Linked DNA regions of Mus musculus: region 2 is linked to region 1. Evidence: chromatin contacts called from public Hi-C data. All regions are on one chromosome and are shown on one strand. Each heading gives the region's core, a stretch centred on a gene start, on an enhancer-like site or on the middle of the called end of the contact. The rest is flanking DNA. Distances are from core to core; before and after follow the strand shown. Region 1 holds the start of A330074K22Rik (RIKEN cDNA A330074K22 gene). Region 2 has its middle 6.7 kb from the start of Gm32968.

What was found. A called contact is a pair of places that touch in the nucleus more often than the background predicts.
Region 2: a Hi-C map of the N1E-115 cell line shows a contact between it and region 1, with 3 times the contacts expected there. The contact joins the enhancer-like site here to the promoter of A330074K22Rik in region 1. A contact is called at or near these places in 5 of 484 Hi-C or Micro-C datasets (the G1E-ER4 cell line, the N1E-115 cell line, cardiomyocytes and 2 more), 3 of 115 datasets of contacts at active chromatin or transcription factors (embryonic midbrain, embryonic stem cells and pancreatic cancer cells) and 1 of 9 other capture datasets (adipose tissue).

Annotation. Positions count from the first base shown.
Region 1 is chr8:120,222,202-120,229,628 of GRCm38.p6, forward strand. It overlaps A330074K22Rik (RIKEN cDNA A330074K22 gene), which reads right to left and starts at 6,029. Exons shown (of 3, transcript NR_110496.1): 1 at 5,724-6,029; 2 at 2,324-2,454. It also overlaps a transcript of Gse1 not described here.
Region 2 is chr8:120,317,260-120,324,618 of GRCm38.p6, forward strand. It overlaps a transcript of Gse1 not described here. Among named protein-coding and RNA genes, the nearest start is that of Gm32968, 6.7 kb to the right of the region's middle. Within about 2 kb of position 6,107, at least 127 of the 459 cell types and tissues checked have an H3K27ac peak or open chromatin away from gene starts, as enhancers often do. A contact at or near this core is called in the G1E-ER4 cell line, the N1E-115 cell line, adipose tissue and 2 more, where this site is marked.

The DNA of each region.
Region 1 (7,427 bases), core at 4,779-7,278:
TATGGGTGGGGGGTGGGGGCGGTTACAGTTACAACAAGGACTAGATAGTCTGGGTTCAAACTCGGCCCTGACAGTCCCCAGCTTTTTGACCTTGAGGACATGGGACCAGTGTTTGGAGCCTCAGAGCCCATCAGTAAAACGAGCAATAGTGCTCACATGTCTAAGTGAACATAGCTCCCAGCACCCAAGCAACCAGCACTTAGTGAACACTTGGTGATTGTTAGCTGTCTTTGTCACAGTGGAGGGTTAAAGCTGGCTCATACAATATCCCCACTGACTGCGTGTCAGGCACGTTCGGCTGTTGGAGGTCACTCTAGCTGTCTAAGTTTGCTCTTCTTCCCCTCCCCCCCCCCATGCCCCTCACACTCTGCCTTTTCCAGAACCTCTGGGGCTTGGATGCTTGGGAAGCAACCACATCAAGGGTTTTCTGCTACAAACCAGAACCTCGGAGATGCCAGCGGTGAGGGAGTTCTCGAGCACACACAAGATTTATGTGTCGAGTCTGTCCTGTCAGCCCCATGCAGGTCAGCTCGGTGCTCATTTATCAAAGGGCTTTTACAAGGCTCTGAAGTGAACTGCAGCACCCTCGGGTTCCTGAGCCGGAGAGTGGGGGTGGGCCGTGGGTCGTCTTCTCCTGCACCCCACACCTTGACCCTTCCCTTTGCTGTGAGCACAAGCTGGAATTTTTACACACGGGGCTTTGCAGCTTATGGGATGCTCCTGCCTATCCTGTCTCGGTTTCCAGAGATGTACAGTGAGCAGCCATCTCTTTGCTCTGAGATGGATTGTCTTAAAAAGCAGTGGCCGCTGAGACCTGGTTACAAGCGCTCTGTGGAAGCTTTGTGTTTAATGAATTAAATCAGTCCTCACAAAGGGCAACAGAGAGGCTCTCGAGCTGGCTTGGTGGTGAAGGTACTTGGCCCCAAGTGCGACATCCCGAGTTTAAGCCCTGGAGCCCACATAGAGGAGAGAGACCAGTTCCCACAGATGTCTCTGACTTCTACAACTATGTGTCAGATCCCTGTATTCTCTCTGCCGGCTTAATTTTGTCAATGAAACACAAACTATTGTTTTGTGGGAGACAGAACCTCAACTGAGGAATTGCCTCCATCAGACTGGCCTGTGGGCAAGTCTGTAGGGGGCATTTTTCTTGATTGTTGATTGATGTAAAGAGTCCAGACCAATGCACTTCATGGCTCCTCCCCTGCTCCTGCCTGAGGAGCCCTGACCTCCCTCAGTGGTGGGAACTTCTCTCAAGACCCTACAAACCAAGTAAACCTTTTCCTCCACAGTTGCTTTGGTCAGGGTACATATCACAGCAATAGAAGACGAACTAGAATGTTCCCTCTCACCCTGCACACACACACCTACACACTGTGTATGTGCGTGTGTACATATATGTGATTATATATGTATATATAATATGTATACAGGTATATATGTATACACATATACATACACACATGCATACATACATATATATGATTATATTATATAACATGTATACATATATGTATCACATTTATGCATATATATATGTACATATACACATATGATTATATATGTATGTATATTATATACACATATATGATTATATATGTACATAATGCACACACACACACAGACACACACATATATGTATATACAAGTCCCTCCTTCTGGGGACAGTTCTAAGGCAACACTTCCATGCTAATGGTGTGACTGGCTCAGAAGGCCCAGGCCAGCCACTGGGGGATTGGCTTGTTTGTTTTTTTGTTTTGCTTTTAATTGTTCATAGTAACATTCTTTCCCTCTGAGAAGGAGGTATAGTTTGGCCAGTGTCCTGCTCAGTTTGAAGCTCTTTCTGTGGAAATTTGTAGTGTTTCCTGTATTCAGATGGAAAGGAAGGGGACAGGAGAGGGAGGGAAGGGAAGGGGAGGGGAGGGGAGGGAAGAGGGAGGAGTGAGAAAAAGAAAGGCAGCCAAAGATCAAGTCTTCCCTTTGAGTCCCCAGGTACCTGGAGGGCAAACCCAGAGCCCTACTGCTTCTGTAGCTGTAGATGGACAGCCTACCAGTAACTGGGTTCTGGGATGGATGCCACAGAGGAGCATGCACAGGAAGAAGGATGTGCAAAAGGCCCAGGGAGAAAGATGTCAAAACTGGATGGTGGGAAAAGCTGGGCCCCTTGGAGGTGTTTCAGTTTGACTTCAGGTTCGAGGGAAGAATGAAGGATGGAACAGCCAAAGACGGCAGTGGGGGAGGGTAACGCTGGTGGATGGGTTCTTTTTTGAATTATCTTTACTCTTTGAAAAATTCTGAGCCTCTATAACATTTTTGGTCTTACCTGATCCCTGCTGTGTTCTCACTTTTTGAGACAGTTTTCACGAAGCAGCCCAGGCTGGTCTTGAACTTCCCGTGCATCTCCAGGGTGCTGGAATAATGGAAAGCACCATCCTGCCAGATGGTCTGATGATTCTACAACAGAAGGCACCAAGAGGTTTGGAGTCCTGCGTCCCTGGTCCCAACATTGATTGGGCCCTGTAAAAACTAGGACAGCACAAGGCAGGCGAGCTGGGGCTCGGCCTCTTGGGAGAAGCAGCTGGAAAGCAGACACAGTTCCCCGTGTGGTGCTGAGACCTGGAGACAGCTGGGGGTGGGGGTGGGGGTGGGGGGCGGTTTGGGAGATGCCCCCACAGGCAGCTGCAAATGTGGGCTGCGACCAGATCCTCTGTCCTTCTGTGTTATGTTCTCCATGGAACCTGTAGGCTGTGCTTTCTCTGCCCTGAGCCAGGGCTGCTGGGAGATGCAAGGTTATTCAGGCCTTGGAAAGTAACAGGCAGGGAAGGGGCGTGGCCCCTCCCTCCACAGCTGCAGGCAGGGGATGGATGGTTCTGCTGGGTACCCTGAATCCAGATGCAGGCACTCTTGACAGGCACAGGTGGATAGGGCTGTCCAGTTGGAGCTTTCTTTGTACATCTGAGCAGCCAGGTTTGGTGCTGGAACGACTTGGGAACATAGAGTAAAAACTAAGGTGCCTGGGTGTTTTGAACATCTGGCACCACACAGTTAGCTCTGTGTCCAGACCAGAGACTGTGAGAGTTTCGGTTTCCTTAGGTCTGTGGTTGGGAACACACAAAGAAGACAGATGAGATTCTGAGGCAGTTCCTGCTTCACACTGGATTTAGAGTGAACCTCCTGTCAGCTTATTAAGGAGCCTAGGGGTGGGTTTCCTCACTCAGCCTGCTCCTGGGGGCTGCTTTCTCCTTACTCTGAACCTCAGACCCTTCGTGGGGAAAGCTGGGGCACAATGCCACAAGCCATGTGTTTTGCAGGGAGGCAGGCGTTGGTCCCAGAGGGACCAGCCATGCATTCAGCATTACTCAGCCTGTAGTGAGATGGAGCCTGAATCCCTCAGCTCTTTCCTCTTAGACAGGGTCTCACTGTGTAGCCCAGGCTAGCCTTGAACTTGAGATCCTCTCGCCTCAGTCTCTGGAGATCCTGCACTGTCAGGATGGCCTCCGTTCTGCTTCTCTCAGCCCTAAAGAATGTACCCTTTTGTTAGCTCCGCTTTCCTGATGAAAAGAAAGGGGCCCAGAGAGCTCAGAAGCACCCCACCGCCCTCTTCCCCCACCCCTCAGGTCACAGAGCTAGCTAGTCAATGTTGCTATGATGTCAGTCTGGTATGTCTGGCTGTGCTGTGGCTCTGCCACCATGTCACCCACCCCCATATGACTCAGCAGCGTCACCTGTCTTCTTCCTCCTCTGATTTGTGCCAGGGGATTTCCTGAGTCATTCAGCCGCTGAGAGAAACACAACCCACTCCTCCCGCCCACTTCACACACAGAGGCACACACACAAATATGTGCATACATGCACATACATTCACGTGCCTGCAGAGTACACACACACACACATGCCTGCCTGTAAACACAAATACATGTCTGTATAACACATAAACACATGTGTGCACCATACATATATGGATGTCTGGAGTTGCATATTCAAATACATATGCATGTGTATGTATCTATGCATTAGTACACACAAACAAATGTAAAACACGCATGTATGCCTACACTTGTTTACACAAACACCAGTACATACATGTGTATATACACAGCACATGTATGTATGTATCAACACACACACTTGCTAACATGCACATACATAGTCTCCTGTCATATCAGCCTCCTGTGCCAGGCATCTCTTGCTTTCATTTGGACTACCATGGAGGAAGCTTGTGCCCATTGCACATAGCAGGAGACTGAGGTTTGTAGAGTTATGAGGTCTGCCTCTGCCTTAGGTACACACAGCTGGCAGGATGGGGTTTAGGGCTTTGGACTTAGGTATGAAGCCAGTCTTGGCTATGCTGTGTGCAGGATGGACTTAGGAGGATTGGCTCTTGGGAGACAAAAGGGTGCAGGAGGCAGAAGAGGGCAAAGGAAATAAGAAAGAAAATGGACGATGAACAGACATGGAGGGAAAACGGCAGCCCCAGCTGAGATCCTAAGGCTGAGAGAGACTTAAGGGCTCTGAAGATGGGCAGCTGGGCCAGGCTGAGGGAGACCTGGGTGAGCTTAGGTAGGAACAGCTTTCCCAGGCTCCTTCCTATGGAGTGAGACACCCAGGCCCTTCCTGAGTAAGAACAGACAGGGTCCTTTCATCAGCCTCTCCTCTAACAAGGTATGAACCACGCCAGCAGCCAGGGGATGCCTCCCCGCCCTGGTCTGCGAGACAATTTGCTGAGCCAGCACTTTTTTGGGCCAGGGAAGGGACAGAGTCCCATCCTCTGCCATGTTGACACCCCACCCCAGTTGATTCTGGAGCTCTGGAATGTTAGGGATTCCCAAGAGGCCCTTCCTCCTGCTCATTTGGAGGGGGGGGGGAGCAGCCTTATTTACATGTCAGCTCACCAAGTGGTGGCAGTGGTGGTGGTGGGGCTCCTGCCTTTGGGGTTCAGGCACCATCTCCAGCTGGCAGGGTAGACAGCTGGAAGCTTCTGGAAAGTAACTGCTCACAGTTTTGAAGCTTTGAGGGCTCCTTTTACAGATGGGAGACGATTGCTTAGTGACCCAGCCTGAGCCAAAGGGCACCATCTGTGTGTGTGTGTGTCATACATGTGTGTGCCTGTGTGCCTAGGAGGCGCCAAGGACAGTCTCCAGCAGCTTCTGGGTGACAGGGGCCAGATGTCTGCCTGGGGAGGCCACATACTCCTAGCAGAACCCTGCTGCCTGGGTCTGAATCCTGCCTGGCCTCTTGAGTCATAAAATGAGGGGCATCCCACACTTGCTTCTTGTGGGGAAGTAACTAAGAGGCATGTAACAGCTCTGAACTTGGCCTGCAAAGGGTTTGTCTCTGCATTAAATAACTACAATGTATCTGCATACAATACACTAAGTCCTGGATATCTGTGGTCTCAGCAGGAACACTTTAACAAGAAGGAAAAGGGCACAGAGAGGTTGAGTCCTTAGTCCCAGGACACACAGTACCCTTCTTACCTCTACCCCTAGGGTGATCTGGTGGGCCCTGTCCAGTCAGAGGGAGGGGGAGAGGGGAGATAGGCTGGGAGGACTTTGTCTCCAGGGTGATGCAGGAGACAACTCCTCTTTCCTCTGTCTTCAAAACTAGGGCACTGGGCTTAGAAAGGTGACCCCCAACCCTGGGCTGCTGAAGGGCCAGGACCTCCCCAGATCTTGGAGGGGGGTTACCCTTCCCAAGCCTCCCTAGACACCCATCGTCCTCACCTGGCACTAGCGCGTCCGGCTTGACCTTTTCTTAAAGATCAGCGGCAGCGGCTGATGGGTTTCGTGGGTCCCAAAGGAGACCCTTCAGACAGCCCGAGCCACGGGCTGCAGAGCCCCTAATTGGAGCAATGAATCACCGCGGGCTCCTGCTGGACACAGAATAGACAGAGGAGCTGGGGCCTATTGTGCCATAGTTTGGGACACAGGGGGGTGAGGGGGTAGGAGAGGGTGGGGAGAGAGGAGGAGGGGGTGGAGGAGGGGGTTGGGGAAGAGAAGAGGTCAGGGGAGGAGGAATCGAGAGGAGAGGATGAGTCAGAGGAGGAGGGGCGGAGAGAGGTAAGAAGAGGAGGAGGATTAGAAGGAGGAGGAGGAGGTAGGGGAGGAGAGGAGGGAGAGGAGGATTAGGAGAAGGAGGAGTCCGAGTCAGGGGAGGAGGAGCCTGGGAAGAGGCGGGCAGCAGGGCGGCGCGAGGGAAGGCTTCTCCGCCTCCGCCTCCCTCCCGCGCCCTCCGCCCCGCGCCGCCCCGCCTCCCTCCTCCCCAATTAAATGACCCGACGCTCGGGCCGGCGCCGGAGCTCGCACATGCGGCCGCCGCAGCCGCCCGGGGCCCGTCGCCACCGTCGCCACCGCCGCGTTCCGGGCGCGCTCTCCGGCGCCGCCTGGGCCCGCGCCGCCACCCGCCGGGACTCGGCAGCCCCGGGCACCGCCGCGGAGACCCTCGGTGCGCCCCGGGCCGCGTGCGCGCCGCCGCGCGCCAAACTTTGCGAGTTGGGCGCGGGGCCTCGGTGCGCGCGGCCCGAGCAGCGGCAGCCGCGGGGCGCGCGGAGGCGGACGCGGCGGCCGGGCCATGAGCGGCCGGGCGGCGCCGCTCTCCCGTAAGCAGCGGCTCATGGCAGCGGCGGGCGCGGCCCTGTCGTGCTTCATCTGCGGCGGCGGCATCGCGCGCGGCAAGGAGCTGAAGCTGCCGGTGAGGCCGGCGGGCCCCGCGCAGCCCTTCTTCCCGTTCCTGCAGCAGCAGGAGCCGGCGCCCGGCGCGCGCGGGCTGAGCGCGACCGATGGCTGCGTGCTGGTGTGCGCCGTGTGCCGCTGCTTCCTGGCCGAGCAGTGGGCCGCCTTCGAGCGCGCGCGCACGCCCGTGGACAAGCGCGTGTACTGGCTCAAGAGGCCGCATCAGTGCGACGCGAGCGCGGCTGGCCGGCGCGGGGCCCGCGAGTGGAACACCGAGGACGCGCGCGACTCGGAGCTGTCGGAGCTGTCGGACGCCGACGCGCTGCCCGAACCGGAGCCCGAGCCCGAGCCCGAGCCCGAGCCGGAGCCGGAGCCTGAGCCCGAGGATGCGCACGACTCCAGCAAGTCCGGAGCCCGGCGCCGGCGCACGGGGCCAGGGGCGCACTGGGCTCCGGAGCCGCGAGCCAGCGTGCTGAGGGGCATCCAGGAACCCTGGCCCGGCCCCGCTGCGCCCGACGGCACGGACGGCGCCGCCTCCAGCCGGCCCGCGGCGCCCCCAGAGCGCAGTAGCACCCCCGAGGGCAACGACGTCGCCGGGAGCCTCGGGGACGAAGGGCTGGAGCGGCCTCCCCGGATACCCGCGGACAGCCAGGCCCGCTGTTGCTACGTCTGTGGCTCGGCGCTGTCACCGGCCTCGCAGCAGCAGATCCACGTGCAGAAGCAGGAGACTCCCGCCCAGGCGCCCTTCTTCCCCTT
Region 2 (7,359 bases), core at 4,857-7,356, 95 kb after region 1:
TGTGTGGCCAAGCCGAGCTTCGCCCAGGCACTCGGGCAGGGCCTCCCAGAATTGGGGATATGGCAAGCTGAAGGAGAAGATGACACAGCCAGCTACGGCAGGGAGCCAGCTCTGACATGTCTTTAAGGCTGTGCCTTGGATGTAGGGTGGAAACAGTGGGGCCGGGGCGCCACCTCCCCATCATGGCTCCAGCTAGGAGCAACGAGGTGGCCCATACCCTCCGTGTTGCCCCGAGGCCTGGCTAGCTGCCCTCTCCTCTCCTTGTGGTCTTTGGTTATGGAGTCATTGCCAAGCCTGCTACAGGAATGTTCATGGTTAAACCTCCCAGGTCTAGCCTGAGTTTTGTTTTATGGGCCATTTGGGTCCAGCAAAGTGGTACCCTCCACAGGGAGTGTTTACTCATAACCCGGGCAGCTGGCTGAAGCGGTCTGTACTCTGCCCAGAGGGCTTCAGTGAATTCCTGGGAACAGCGGAAGACCTCAGAATGGGCAGTCTCTGGAAGCCATGGCTCTGGGAACACATGTTTACCTGATATCCACAGATGCGCCCACACTTGTGCCTGCAATGGGGGCCTGCACCCAGAGGTAATGGTGAGGATGGCTTAGAGGGCCGTCTGTCGATGCCGAGGGCATGGGGGAGACACTCCAAAGGAGGTGCTGAGGCACACTCATCTTCTCTTTTGTCCTGTTGGTTCCTATGGGGACAGTGATGTCTAACTGACATCAGTCTCTACCTCTCTGTTACCATCAATGGCATGGAGACACACTTTGTCAGCTAGATTGCCTTCCCAGAATCCATCCTAGGTCAGGGCAGAGAGTCCCCAGGAATGTGATTACCCTTTTATCCTGTGACCCAGGGCCTGGTTTTCAGACCCTGTTGCATGAACCTAAGATTCAGGATGCAGGACCATTCCCTGCCTGCCTTCCCGTCTGGTCTGTTGGGCCAAGCCCACCAGGACCCTGTGCAGACCTCAGAGCTCTGTGGCTCCCAGTCTGGGGAGGTGGGAGGGGTGGGCAGCTGCCCAGCCCGTTCTCCAGAGGAAAGCCGGATAGAGCCGAGATTTCTCTGGGGCAGTTGCCTGCCCACGTGCCCGCTTAGCCCCTGGCAAGGCTGCCATATCATACCTCAGCTGTACTCTTCCAGTTTCCCGTCTGAATGTCCTGTGTTGGGAGGTGGGCTGAGAAGGGAAAGAAGAAATCAAAGAGGAGGAGGAGGGGGAGGAGAAGAAGGGAGGATGGAGGAGGGGGAGGAGGAGGAGAGGGAGGAAAGACTGCTTGAGTGCGCTCTAATCTTCTTCCCAGCCGTTCAGCCTTCAGGAGCCTCCAATTAATCATTATTAATTTAATCCTCAATGACTCAGCCAAGTTCTGACAGAGACCAGCCGAGATTTATCCTACCTGTTCAGGGGATGACCCTAACAGAATTCAGTGGGTCGTCACTGCCCGAGCCAGGCCCCCCTTGGATCCCTCTGTGGGGATTTACCGAGACCCATGGCTTTCAGGGCATCGATGCGTCATCTCCAGTGGCTGAGTCACAAAGTGGCCGGCTGGGTTGCAGGGCTAGCCTGGCGAGGCCTTGCCACTGGAATGGCTGGAATGGGGTCTAGGAGACTGCAGGTTTTCATAGGTGCCCCTAGCCAGTGATACAGAATGGGGGTGGCGGCTCCTCTTAAACCAAACACCTGAGCTCCCCAGGGTCAGTTCTTGGCTTACTCTAGTAGGCGGCAGTCAGTGTTCGCTGCTTTAACAAATAGCTCCCCTTCCCGTGAGCTGTTGTTTCCTGCAGTGAAAATGGTTATATTTTCCAGCCAGGCATGGTGGTGCAGGCCTGTGATTCTAGAACTTGGGAGGCTGTAGTAGGAGGGTCACAAGTCTGAGGTCAGTGTGGGCTACAGAGGTACAGGGTACAGCCTCTAGATTCCATCTGTGTATATGTGTGCATGTACACCACACACACACACACACACACACACACACACACACCCCTACTTCGAACAAAAATGCACGTTTTTGCTGACATTGTGGCCCAGGAAGTGACCCTGGGGCCCTAGCATTGTCCCTCCTGTGTCCCACCTGGCCAGCGATGCAGGAAAACAGGCAGAAGTGACCACTTCTTTATGATGCTGTGTGGCCATGTCAGAAAAAGGAGAGGGATGTGGTATGCACCAGCTGTCTAAGCCCAGCAAGTGCCTAGCAATCAGGACAGGTAGCCAAGTGACCGGAGGCCTACCCTGTAGCCCATGGCCTGTGGCCTTTCCAGCCTCAGGTCCAGTCACACAGAGGTCAGCACACGGCCAGGAAGTGAGTGGGTCCATCTTTGGGTTTCTCTGTTGAGTCACACCCAAGGGTGCTACCAGGGAGCTGCCTGGGTGTGGCTGCCCTCCGGTGGTCAGCCAAGGTGCTGCTCCTGCCTGTCTCCTGCACGAAGCCCTCCCTGCCACCAGAGGGCGCAGGAGTGCCTGTCCTCTGCGCTGACCCTGTCGATTCAATTGTCTGTCTATATGAGCCCCAGACATGAAGTGGCTGTTACTTGACAAAGAGCCTGCCCTGTACCAATGATACCTGGACTTGTTCCTTGGACCTTCACAGCACCCCCACCCGGGTGCCACATCCAGGTTGCTCCCATCTTACAGTTAAGGAAACTGAGGCATCAGAAGGAGCTGGTGCCTTCCAGCAAGGGCCATAGGGCACGTGTGGGAGGAGCTAGCGGGATGGTGGAATACACCTGCAGCTTGTTGCTTTCTGAGGTACCTGGGTGTCGGTCTGGCTGGTTGGAGGTAGGGACACCCATGACATCAGGAGGCCTTCTAGTAAATGTGGGCATCCTCCTATAGCCTATTGCTAAGGGAAGTTTTCTTATCCATTTATTAAGAGTTGAGCCCCGGGCTGAGTAATGGCTCCGTAGTTAAGAGCACTGGCTGCTCTTCCAGAGGACCAGGGTTCAATTACCAGCAACCACATGGCAGCTCACAACTGTCTGTAGCTCCAATTCCAGGAGATCTGGCGCCTTCACAGGTATACATGCAGGCAAACCACCGATGCACATAAAATAAAATAAATAAAATTTAAAAAGACTTGACTCCGCCCCCATGGGACTCCGACCCCATGCTGGGAGTGGTGGGATACAGAAAGGGAAAAAAAACCAAACCCAGACTGGAGTGGGTACCTTTCTCTCTGGTTTGATAAAATGTCCTGCAAAAGCAATGGATGGATGGAAGGAAGGAAGGAAGGAAGGAAGGGAGGGAGGGAGGGAGGGAGGGAGAGAGGGGAGGGAAGGAAGCCAGGCAGGCAGGAAGGAAGTGTTTACTTTTACTCTCAGTTTGACAGGACAATCCAGCATGGAGGTAGGAGCATGAGACCACTGGGCACATGGCATCCAGAGTCAGCAAGCAGACAGAGTCGGATGCTGGTGCTCAGCTCGCCAGCCTGTGGCGTGTTGTGGCCCTCAGTCAGACTGAGTCTCCCCCCCCCCCTCAATAATTAGGTCTAGAAACTTCCTCACAAACGTGATTGGACACTTGTTTCTTAGAGGTGATTCTGATCTGGCCAAGTGACAGTCGAGAGTAACCGTTATGAACACTGAACCCCAAAAATGGTCTTTGAGGGGAAGTTCTCAATGAACATCCCCAAAAGAATATATACTTTTTTTTTAAGATTTTTTATTTATTGATTATATGTAAGTACACTGTAGCTGTCTTCAGACACTCCAGAAGAGGGAGTCAGATCTTGATACGGATGGTTGTGAGCCACCATGTGGTTGCTGGGATTTGAACTCCTGACCTTCGGAAGAGCAGTCGGGTACTCTTACCCACTGAGCCATCTCACCAGCCCAAGAATATATACTTTGCTGAGTTTGTTTACACAAACTCTAATCTAGCTACTTTGGAGGCAGAGGCGAGGAGGCCTGTCTGGACAACTTGGATAGCTTACTGCAACTGTCTCAAAAGAAAGAAAAATTGGGTGGGAGAGATGGCTTGGTGGTTAAGAGCACTGACTGCTCTTCCAGGGGTCCTGAGTTCAACTCCCGACACCCACATGGTGGCTCACAACCATCTTCTGTAACGGGATCCGATGCCCATTTCTGGTGCGTCTACAGCTACAGGGTACTCACATGCATAAAATAAATACATCCTTTAAAAAAAAAGAAAAAATTAAAAATTAAAAAGGACTAGGGATGTAGCTCAGGATATTGTGCCTAGTCTGCATAAGGCCCTGGATTTATTCCCCAGTACAGTAGCAATTCTCCAGTCCCCAACAACGATGACCATGGGGCTGGCAGGATAGTTCAGTGGGTTAGGAACCAGGAGTGTGCACCACGCTATAGGCCCGACTCAGGAGCCTAGGCTTTCTGCACTGACTGATGGTCTGAGTTCAATCCCCAGGGCCCAGCTGGAAGGTGGATCTCACCCTCTGACCTTCACACGTACACAGTGGCACAGGCACACCTAAACACATCACACGAAAGAGTAGGTGAATGAATAAATATAGAAATACAATTTTTAAAAAAAAAATGACTATGGCTTGCTGGAGAGATGGCTCAGAGGTTAAGAGCGCTGGCTGCTCTTCCAGAGGTGCTGAGTTCAATTACCAGCAACCACATGGTGGCTCACAACCATCTGTAATGAGATCTGGCGCCCTCTGCTGGGCTGCAGGCACACATGCAGGCAGAATGCTGTGTACATAATAAAATCTTTTTATACAGATGACCACGTGTTTTTGGTTTGTTTTTTTTTTTTTTTTAGCACTAAGGCTGTCTGGTCCGAATATGCCCTTGAACTCTGTCTACTTCCGCTTAGTCTGAAGCAGAAGATTTAGACCAGAGACCATTCTGGAGTCACCAGATCAAGGCCGGCTTCTTGGATCCTATGTTGCTGCTACACCCCCCCCCCCGGAAACCCCCCCTCCTCATGACCTGCGGAGAAGGCTGCCAGCAGCTAGGCCTGCGAGGTCACAGGGGAAGTGAAGCCCCTGGGGGGGGGGTGGGATTTAGGCTTTTCCCAGCTTTCTTGGGCCTGTGGTGATGGTGGTGGTGGTGGTTGTACACTCTGGTTCTGTTTGGTGACAGATCACAAGTACAGCTTCACATGATTTCAAAGTCGGCCTGGGATCAGGACAGGTCAGGAGACTATATTCGTGTGGCCAGCCATGGATCTGGGTGTCTGTGGATTGGTGAGGCTCTAAAGATGTGATGGTGGCCAGGTGGGCAAATTCAAGTAGATAACATAGTTTCATTCATTCATTCATTCATTCATCCACTCATTCACTCATTTAGCCTTTTGGTTGATGCAGGGCACACGCTCCACACCAGCCTTTAGCTAGCTACATTGCAAATGTAGAAAGGAGACTGTGGATTAGCTGGGCGATGGCAGTGTGCTCACCTGGCACGCACAAAGCTCTTGGTCTGATCCCCAGCATCCCAGGAACTGAGCATGGTGGTGCGTGCCTGTGGTCCTAGCACTGGGGAGGTAGAAGCAGGAGGATCTGAGCTCCAAGGTCATCCTCAACTACATAGCAAATTCCAGGCTACTTGGACTACCTGAGAGCCTGTCTCAAAAACAAACAAAATATAAATAAACGGGTGGGATGAACTTAAAAGCACATTAAGCCAGGATTTTGCCAATGTAACTACACTGCAGTCTGCTGAGTCTGTGACACCCCTTTGGCCGCTGTGAGCTCCTGCTGTCAGGGTCTGTCCCCCCTGCAGCCCTCTGCAGACACCACACTGGCTCTCAGGGTCATGTGTGGTAGCGCAGATCGGCGGGCAGACGGCCCTGTGATGGCAGCCTGGGGTGGGAGCCTTCTAGGGCTGGGTGACACACCATTGTGTGTTCATTGTGCCCGGCAGCTGATGTGGCTACAGCTGGCTGAGTAGCAGCCACCCCTCCCTCGCCCACCCCGGGCTCAGGAACAAACATCTCTTCTTACAAAAAAATTAAAAAGGAGAAGTGACGAGGTCACGGCCGAGCTTTCCACATGACCTGCCGGGGAACAGAGCCCGTCTTTGTTAATCCAGCCGCCTGTCAGTCGTCTCCCAAGCTGCATAAGCCACTTAGCACAGCCTCACCCCTGACCCGCCCCTCTGTCCCTGCTGGCTTGGCGCTCCAAAGCTCTGCAGCGTTTGGCCTCCTGCCGGCTGCCTCGCAGCTGCTCCCGAGGCCCATGCCTTGCTGACCCACCATATAAGAGGGGGAACCCGGAGGGCTCTCCTGGAGCAGTGATAGATAGATGGATGGTGGATGGATGGATGGATGTCACGACTGGGGACTTCGCTGTCTCCAACATGGCAATAGCAGCCAACAGCCCCCTCAGAGGTTGTGGGATGAAACTGTCCTCAGGGGTCAAGCAGCTAGTGTGTGTGCCCTGAGAGAAAGCTGTGTCACACTGTGAGAGCCATCACCGCTACTGTCTCCCCAGACCCTCGTTCTGACCTGATCTTTGACTCCTCCTTGTTTGCTTTCTTTTCTCCCAGGGTGCCTGGACTCTGTTCGTCTCTCCTGATTGAGAGGTTCAGGTTGTTCAGTTTGGGGGTTCTCCAGTGTAGGAGCCCAGAGAGACTTTCAGAAAGTACAGTTAGACTCAGTGGGGCTGGTCCTGTCTCTTCTCACTCCTCACGATACTTTCTATTCTGCCTTTGGCTCTGCAGGCTGGCCAGGGGGCCGGGAGGCCAGTGGGTAGAAGTCTCCCCAATTCCACCTACTCCCTGTTTGCTTGGTGACAGCAAGGGACCCTCCTTCCAGACCCTGAGGACATGAAGTGTGGTCAGTGTATCCCAGGAGATCTTGTGGATTCCAGTTCACATTGGCCATCTGATCAGGCATAGCTGAACCCTCCAGTCCCCTCGCTGTCTAGGGCAAGGCATCTCTCACATAAGACTCTAAGCCAGTATGCATGCCCAAGGTGCCAGGACTAAAAAGGAAGCAGGTCTTAGACTGTGGGGTCCACAAGTCTGTGAAGCAGTGGGCTCCCTGAAACCAGATCTCACAGTGGCCCCAGGGTCACCTGAACGTACATACAGTCAGCACCTCATCCCAACCTGCTCTATAGGCCTGAGACAAACCCAGGGGTCTCTTACAGGAGGGATGAGGCAAGGTCTGGCCGTTCTGTGGGTAAAGAGATCCCCAGACTCTGCTGCTGCGGCTAGACACTCATGAGAATGTGGTTCTTATCCCAAGTCTGCTACCCTGATGCCCTACTCCCTGCAAAACCCCATCGTCCCTAGTTTGCCCCTGTGCAGACTGAATTCATGGGCTAAGTCCTTCTATGGCCTACATGGAGGCAAGCTTCAGGGTGTCCCTGGGGCTGTGTGACCCTCCTGGGGCTCACTGACTATGGTGTGTAGCCTCCTACAAAGCCTGAGGCA